Regions from separate parts of the Arachis hypogaea genome. Here region 1 is linked to region 2. A link is a contact called in public Hi-C data. All regions are on one chromosome and are shown on one strand. The core of a region is the stretch at or near the end of the contact, and the rest is flanking DNA. Distances in the headings are between cores, read along the strand shown. Region 1 holds the start of LOC112715065 (mitotic spindle checkpoint protein MAD2). Region 2 holds the start of LOC112715056 (lysine histidine transporter 2).

The links. A called contact is a pair of places that touch in the nucleus more often than the background predicts.
Region 1: a contact with region 2 is called in a Hi-C map of leaf, with 1.8 times the contacts expected there. The contact joins the promoter of LOC112715065 here to the promoter of LOC112715056 in region 2. A contact is called at or near these places in 2 of 8 Hi-C or Micro-C datasets (both in leaf).

Annotation. Positions count from the first base shown.
Region 1 is chr10:8,348,034-8,352,686 of arahy.Tifrunner.gnm2.J5K5, forward strand. It overlaps LOC112715065 (mitotic spindle checkpoint protein MAD2), which reads left to right and starts at 3,002. Exons shown (of 7, transcript XM_025766810.3): 1 at 3,002-3,243; 2 at 3,332-3,347; 3 at 3,468-3,598; 4 at 4,158-4,278; 5 at 4,384-4,487; 6 at 4,588-4,653. The coding sequence starts at 3,171.
Region 2 is chr10:8,149,847-8,154,446 of arahy.Tifrunner.gnm2.J5K5, forward strand. LOC112715056 (lysine histidine transporter 2) reads right to left here and starts at 1,943. Exons shown (of 8, transcript XM_025766798.2): 1 at 1,433-1,943.

The DNA of each region.
Region 1 (4,653 bases), core at 1,752-4,251, 200 kb after region 2:
CTCTATGCTCTATTCATACAGCATAACGGAGCCCACTACCAAGGCTATTACGGCCTTCATAGCTCCTCACTACTTAACGCGGCTCCATGAAGGCTCAGTTCCGACAATGCAATAGATATCTCTATCAAGCTGCCCCCTTGCAACAAGCTCGGTGCCACTTGTCAACAAACCCTTTAACTAAAGCAAATATCTTTATCTCTATACATGTTAACCTCTGTACGCTATAATTTTCCTATCTTTGGTAGGCTGCACATTGATCGGATAATATCTACATATCCGCGATAATTATCCGCATCCGATCCGAATTTTGCGGATATTATCTGATCCGCAGAGTCATCAGATCAGATCGGATCCGATCCGCACTATGGTAGGATCGGATCGTAGATTTGGCAGTAATATCCGCGGATCCGATTCGCAAATCCGCATATCTGCACATCACATATAAATAGCATAGTTTAAGAAAATAAATCCTAATATGATATGAATTTTAGTATGTTATTTTTTTAATTTTATGATATCTTTTTTTATTTTTTATGTTGTACTTCGACTTAGAATAATTAAACTTAAATCTTGTGTTGTTATTTTTATTTATTCAAGAGAACTTTTATTGATAATATTTTAGAATTAAAAAGGTTAAACGGGTGAAAAATGAATTTTTTTTTGTAAAAACAACCAAATAGAATTTGAAAAAAATTTTTAAATTATGCGGATATACCCGATATCTGATCCAGCGGATCGGATCGGATCCAGCCTGAAAATTTGCGGATATCGTATTCGATCCGATCCGATCCGTGTGCAGCCCTAATCTTTGGTCACTACCAATATGGCAATTATATAGAGATTGGGCGGTGGAAAGCTATGGTGCATTAAATTTAGTAGAGGAAGAGGTTGAATAACTTAAGGCTATGTTTGGTTGGAAGGAAAGAAATAGAGAGAAAAAAAATAGAAAGGAAAGAAATTGAGTGGATTTTTATTTTCCTTAAATGTGTTTGGATAAAAAGAAAATGAGAAGGAAAGAAATTTTATAAAAAGACAATTTTACTCTTATATTATAAAATATATTAAAAAAAGTAAAAAAGTAATATTGGAAGTAAAAAGAGAGAATTAGTTTTCTCTCCATTTTTTTTCATTATTAGAGAAAAAATATTGGTGGTTTCATCCATTTTTCTTTCTCTTCTATTTCCTCTCTTATTTCTTTGAAGCAAATTTAGTTGTGTATCCTAATTTTTTATTCATATTTATTTCAAGAATAAACTATTAAAAATTTACTCAAAATATTCAAACAGTCACAAAATAAATTTTTTAAAGTAAAAACAACTTAACTCCCAGTGTCTCATTAAAAATAGTGTGAGTTTGACAAAAAAATAAAAAAATAGAAGATATTCATAAAATTAATTTTCAATGCAAATTTTTTAAGCATGATATATTTCCAACTTAAAATTTCTTGATTTTACAATTATGAATTTTCTATTTTTTAAAAATTTACTTATACACGAATGACTATAAATTAAAAAGAATAAATAGAAAAGAGTCAAGATTGAATTTTTCTTCCTAATTTTTTATATGTACTTTTTAAATAATTAAAAAAATATTTTCACAAAATTAGATCAAATGCACGAGTTAAATCAAATTTAATTTTTTATTAGTATAAAATAATTTTATATAAATATCTAATTGTATATTGTTATATTATATAAAAAATATAATTTTTAAACTTAATACTTAAAAATTGGTAGAAGGAAGTGGAGAATTTAGTAGCTTTAATTTATGAACAAACTGTGAGATTATATTTTTTTGTAATTTTTTTAATTTATGTTTTTAAATATAATATTTTATTAGATAATATATTTTTCATATATTTTTTTTATTCCAACTTAAAGAGTATATATATCGAGAAATTATTTCTGACGGCAATGAATTTTTAAAAAAAATTTTTATTTAAAAAAATAAAATATAATCTCTCACTATTAATTTTATAAGTGGAATTAAGAGAAAACATAAAAAAAAAATAAGAGAAAAAGTATTGAAGTATTAGAAATCATACTCATTGATTGAAAAAAAATTTGAGAGGATCTATTCCTATTACCAAGGAATAACCATTTTAGGAGGAAAAAAAAAAGGTATTTACTATGGTGCTTATATATAATTATCTAATTTATTAAAAAGAGATAAAAATTAATATTTAATTTAAAAATATAAAAAAATAATTTTTAAATATTAAAAATTTATCATAAAAAGTAGAATAAATATCCAACCGAGCCCCTGATAATTTTTTTGAAATACTACGAAGCTCCCGAACAAAAAAAAAATACCATTTTCAACCATTGATATTTAACTTCATGATATTGATTAGTTTCTCTGTTAATGATCTCTTTTTAAAATATACTTATATGACAATTAATCACTAATATATCTTCTATTTAATTTTTATAAATAAAAATAATTTAAAAATTACTAATATTTTTTAATTTTGTACAATAAATTTTAGTTAATGTATTTAAAAAATATAATAAAAAATAAAAATAAAAATTAAACGACATTGATAATTATCTTTAAAAGATAACAAAATTTTTTATTTGTTAATGCTAGTTGATTTTTAATATATAGATCAACAGTTTAATATATATTTATTTCGTTAATACAAAGAAAAAAATTTGACAAAAAAATTAATTAATCTCATAAAATAAAGATAAGAAACTGAAAGAATATTTTTTATGTTGAGAGTCCCATTATTTTTTAAGATAATTGTCAGGGATATTTAGAAATTTTTTTCTAAAAAATAAGTTTGACAAATTTGATACGAAAGACCAAAGAATTTGCCAAAAGAAAAATATTTCCCAAACTTCTCCCATCGACCGTTAGTAACATAAAAAAGCAAAACGCTTTTGTTGTAAAATATCACGGCCCACCAAAGGCCCACGATGATAACCAACAAAAAAAAAAAGATAAACTAGCCGTTACGCTGCGCTTCCCATACAAGTTTCTGATCCTTTCAAATCCCTAATTTATTGGCCCCTTTATCCCTTCCGCTTTTCAAAATCACTTCAAACTGCACACTCATCACTGTTTCTTCAAGCGCCCATTCCTCTTCCTCACCAAAATCAATTCCACACAAATTGTTGATCAGAACTATCGCTCTTCATTTCAAAACAAATTGGACTGAATTCGCCATGGCCGCAAGAACGGTTACGAAAGACATAATCACCCTACGTGGTTCTGCAGCAATTGTTAGCGAGTTCTTCGGTATTCATAAGCACCCTCTTTTTGTTCCTTTTTCTCCCATTTCTGATTTTTTTTTTAACTTTTGTGTTCTTTTTTTTTTTTGCATCAGGATATGCTGCTAACAGGTTTGGTCCTCTGTGCCGGCACTAATTTTTATTTCAAGTTTTTGGGATGTGTTCTTTAGAAATAAATGAATAAATTTCGAATTTTATAATTTGAGCTTAATGAGTGGGAATATTGTTCAGCATCCTTTACAACCGAGGAGTGTATCCAGAAGAAAGCTTTGTGAAGGTGAAGAAATACGGTCTCCCAATGTTGCTTACTGAAGATGAGGGTGTCAAATCTTTTATAGCCAATTTAACTGCTCAGCTCTCTGGTAATTTGTGACCTAAAAGTAATTGAATCGTTGTGTGGTTGGAACTATGTGTGTTGTTGGATTAATTTTTTTGTTTTATGTTCAAACATATAGCATTATAATCATTTTTAAGCCAACTATGCTTGTCATTTCGGAAAAGAATTAATCATGCTATGTGAGATTTTAAAGGAATGGGGATCTACATGTTCGTTTTTGGTTTGGCTTCGTCCGATATCGGGGTTGATTATCTTGAGGTAGATGTCATATGATGATGAGAAATGGGGTTTGCTTAAACTTAATTCAATCTTAAGGTCGATGCTCATTTTGATTTGATGTAGTGAAGTGGGGTTTGATAAAACTTAATTCAATCTTAAGGTCGATATTCATTTTGATTTTGAAGTTTTAGTGAAATGAGGTTTGATTAAACTTGATTCAGACTTAAAGTTGATGGTCATCGTGTAAAATGCTTTAAACAAGTAGTTGCCTACTTAATTTTAGAGTGAAGTAGTTTCTGTTGTGATATAATTGTCGCCCCATTGCTGATGATTGAGCTTGTGTCTGAATTATGAATGTTGTAAAGAATGGCTTGAAGCTGGAAAGTTGCAGAGGATTGTCCTTGTTATAATGAGCAAGGCCACCGGTGAAGTCCTTGAAAGGTGGAACTTCAGCATTGAGACCGATAGCGAGGTTGTCGAGAAGGGGTGGGTAATACCGGCATAACAAAATCGTATTCTACCTTCAATTTCCTTTTCTATTTTCCTGCACTTAAACTTCTTCCTAATTGATTTATATTTTTAATCCTTCAGTGTATCAAGGGAAAAGAGTGACAAAGAAATTATGAGAGAGATACAAGCAATTATGAGGCAGATTGCTTCAAGCATCACCTATTTGCCTTGCCTGGATGAACCTTGTAAGAATCACCTGCAATTGTAAAGTTCTCTATGAATATCCAATGTTTTTACATTCCTCTTCTACTGACCATATGGTTGCACTATCTTTTGATCTTTCAGGTGTTTTTGATGTGTTAGCATACACTGACAAGGATCTTGCAGTCCCATTCACTTGGATTGAGAGTG
Region 2 (4,600 bases), core at 693-3,192:
AACCTTTTAAACATAACTTGTACTTATTGAAATTAAAAATTTTAATATAACATCATATATTAATTTATTTTTAAATTTAATTCTTATATCTATATCTATTATAGTATTTTTAAATTTTAAAAATTAGTTTATCAAAAATATGTTATAATTTTTAAAAAATTACTTTTAAAAAATTAATTTTTATAAATTATTTTTGAAAGATGAAAATTTTGTCAACCTACGCTTTAAGTATTTTCTCACCAATGAACGTTCATTCTATCTTTTTCAGTAGATGACTATAGTAACCCCATACCAATGTTTGAAAGAAATTGTATTCACTCCCTATTTTAAAGTAATATAATGAAAACATAAAAGAGATAAATTTAAAAAAAATACTATATATGCATTAAAAAATAAAATTAAATTACTTAGAGTGTATTTATGCATTAATAAATATATATCATTTAATTCATATTCTTTAAAATAATTAGTATCCTAGACTTAGATTTAGTTTAGTAAAAGTTTTATTTTTTAAAAATAGTTTATAAAAATTAATTTTTAAAAAATAACTTTTTAAAAATTATAGTATTTAGATTTGATAAATCAAATTAAAATTAGTTTTTAATAAGTACAAAAATAACAAATATATTTGATAAAATAATTTTTAAAATTTAAAAATATATTAATAGACATAGATATTAATATAAGAATTAAATTTGGATATTAATTAATATACGAGATTATATTAGACTTTTTAATTTTAATAAGCATAAGTTAAAAATTTTATTTTAGGTGCTTTAAAAAATATTCCTATTTTTTAAAGTTACAAGTACAAATACATATTATTTTTTTTTATTTATCAAATATAAAATGAGAAGTTTGTACTTTTAAAAGTTTGTGCAGAAATATCTCTTCAAAAAATTTTAAGCATATTCTTAAATATATGAAATTTGACAAAATAAAATAAAATAAATAGACAATAATACCCATATACTTCTCAATATATTTTTCATAAAAACGATGCAAAAAATCCGATTGATCTTTGTCCTATATACTTCTTTTTATTCTCAGAGACTCTTTCACGACAAAAATACATTGTGTTTTTGATGTGTTGAAGAAATAAAAATTATTGCTCAAATAGATCTCATTATCACAGTGGCACAAAATTTATCAGCAAAACGGAAGGATTTCATATGTAAATTCAGTTGGCTCTCATCAAATTCAATAATTTGAGACATATAAATCAAGATCACCAAAAACCAGATAACTAGCTTTTGACTTTTTGTTTCATATTTTTCTTCCGTTTATTAATGAAGACAAAACCCACTACAATGACAATACATGTGTTAACGTTGGAAGGGACTATGATGATAAAAGTGCAAATTGTATAAATCTTATGGAACAGTTGAGACATGTTTTAATATATAAAATTCATAATTTCAAAAATATTTACCTGAAAAATAGTTTGGAAGATTCCCAAATAAGGTAGCACGAAACTCCAAGAGCAGCAGCAACAACACATGAGTAGTGAAGATAGATCAGAGTATATAGTTTGTGAAATGCAATCTGAAACACAAAAACTCAGCTTCAATTCTCGTGTCACTATTAAAGTCTTTGCCCCTGCTTTCACGGTTACACACTTTGAGGTACATGTATGTTCCTTTCTCATTCAGAAAAGGAAAATCATCTCAACTCTTATTCGTTCTTAAAACGTATATATTTAATGTTTTCTTGGATAACAACTTGACTATTATTGCTATATATAAAATAAATACGCGTCATGATTTATCATAACATAGCATATAATAATTTAGGTGTTATTTTTGAAAAGTTTTTCTTAAATGTGAATATGCAAGTTGGAGAAATTATTATTATTTGAGCGAGAGAATCAAGAGTAATAAAGGAGTCAATGAATTGAATGTAATGTATAAACAAGTGTTTGAGTTAGCATGAATTCCGTGATTATGGGATCAGATCAGATCAGATCTCATTCATAAATGTGAGGGAATGGGCTTCCCACTTGTTCCGGAATTCGGACTTGGGCTACTCCCATCAGGAGGAGACTTTAAGCTTTTTTTTTTTTCCATAAAACTTTTGCAATGCTGGGTGATTTGGTCATTTGCATTGTTGATAAAGTTTAGGGCGTCAGTTCACCAAAAAAAAAAAAAAGTTTAGGGCGTCATGTACCGAACAAAAAAAGTTAGGGCGTCAAAATTCGTCGTTTCAACTCGTTTATTATTATTAATTTTTTTAAATAAGTGGACTTTTACTTTCAAAATCAAATCCGTTTAAACCTGGTCTAAACAGCTAAGTCCAATTAATCAGATAAAATAACGGATTAATTTATCGGTAATACTAGAGAAATAAAAAAAAATTAAAATTTATCTTATTTAATTTTCATTAATTGTTACTAAAATTAATAAATATTAAAGGAGATACATTCTTGCTATTTTTAGTATTCATAAAAAAAAGCAAGATTCAAGAAATAAGTTATTGCAAGAAGGTTTTTTTTTTAATGTTTGTCCAATCTTAAGTTGATTATCTATATGTAAGGCTAATATATAGTCTTATTTTTCTTGAACATTTTTTTATTATATTTTCTGTTCTCATCATATTTTTATAGACATATCTCAATAATAATTTATCATCAGCATCTACAATTCTCAACAATTTGATCAATAGACTTACAAATTTGTATGCAGTAAAATAATTATTCCATTTTTTTTGTTCAGGATAATTGCACTAACAGTTCTACCGTTAGTACTTCTTTTTAATTTATGACCAATAAAGTGTGCATCCACAACCAATGCTAACAAATCCGATTTGTGCTCAAAGATTAGGGGTAGCAACATGCACCCTACTCCCGGGTACCACCAACCCGGTCGGATAGGGTTGTCAACCTAATCCGCAGCGGATAAGATAGGGTGCGGGTAGGGTTCTCATGCGGGTCGGTTATGGTGCGGGTTGAGCCTCAACCATATTCGACCAACCCGCACCTTATATATGTATATGTTATACACTTATATAAAAATATGTTTCAAGTAGATGTTGAATCAAAGATCTTTCCCTAAATACAAAAGATCCTTAGCCACCAAGAGAAGATCACTAATTGATAATTTAGTACGTTTTATTTTACATAAAACTCAGTTCTATTTTAAATCATCATCAAGTTATATAATAATGTTGTATCTTTTTGGTAACTCGCGGATAGGATCGGGTACCAGCGAATTAAGAATGGGTAGGGTTAGAGGTGGGATATTCTTAACCCGCGGGTAGGGTTAGGATTGGATCCAAACCCTACCCTACCCTACCTATTGCCACTCCTATCAAAGATACTCTTTAATGTAATGAAGATAATGGCAAAACGAGTTGTACTTGGACGAATAATCTCCATTCAAGTAGGTCTTTGTGTAAGGCAGGACAAGAACACCATATGATTACACACACACACGCACGCATGTACACACTTACTTAAAGCATGTGATCCAAGGTTAGAAATATGCGCCATACTGCTAATATCTTTTAAAATAAGATTCAAGCAATGAGCACCACAAAGTGACTAATAGATATTCTCAAATTTCTGATTAATAAGCTTACCAACTACAACATAACTGGCCGTATTGTCAGTCACTATATACACAATATTATCAGACCTAATCTATTCAATCACTGCAGAAAACAAGTAATAGAAGCTTGAAGCATTTTCTACCACATTTGAAACATCTACAAACTTCACAAAGTACAATCTTTTCGATCAATAAACTAAAAAGTTAATCAGTGATCTTTACTTTTATTCTGTCCAACCATCAGCAATGAGAGTACATCCAGTTTTTCTTTAGGCACTCTTATAGCTATCAACAATTATTTGACACTTTTTTTTGAGATCGGCTAACAAGTGAACCCTCAACTTAATTATTATAGGAATGATCTCTATAACCAGGCCCAACGCCACCAACACCATCTAACATATCTTTAAAAAATAGAGACATAACTGCATTGAAAGAAATTCTATAATCCAAAAGCTATATAGCAAATCACTTATCAACTTCATGTATCGCCTCTTTCGACACACTTTTCAGACTTGGTTGAACTCTTAGAGTTGATCTTGGTGCAAACACAAGAGGAGTAATGACCTTTGCTTTCTTTTTTGAATCATTTCTAACCACTTGCTTGTTAAATAGTAGCTGACTCAGAGTTTGTTGTTCGTCTTATGCTATTGCATCATTAGTTGCATCCTTAATCTCATCACCATCGTCTTCACTAATACTTAGTTTTCTTCTATTAGTTTTACTTTTTTGAATTTCTTTCAATAAATCTTTCATTTGATTTTCTACGTCATAAAGAATTTTCTGACACTTTTTAATGTCTTTGTCTATTTTTGTCAAAATTTTTTTATTCTGTTAATTCTGTCTCATCCAAAAGTATGCAAATAAAATAAGCATTAGTAATGTGACTTTTCGTTCACTATTTATAAAGCAACATATCTCTAAATTCTATCTATATTTCTCCGAATATTAGAAATTTGTAATTAACTATCATTGAAATCGGAAAGATGAGAAATATCATTGAAACCAAGAGAATCATAAGCCAAATTATTTTCTACAAATACATTATTATCCCA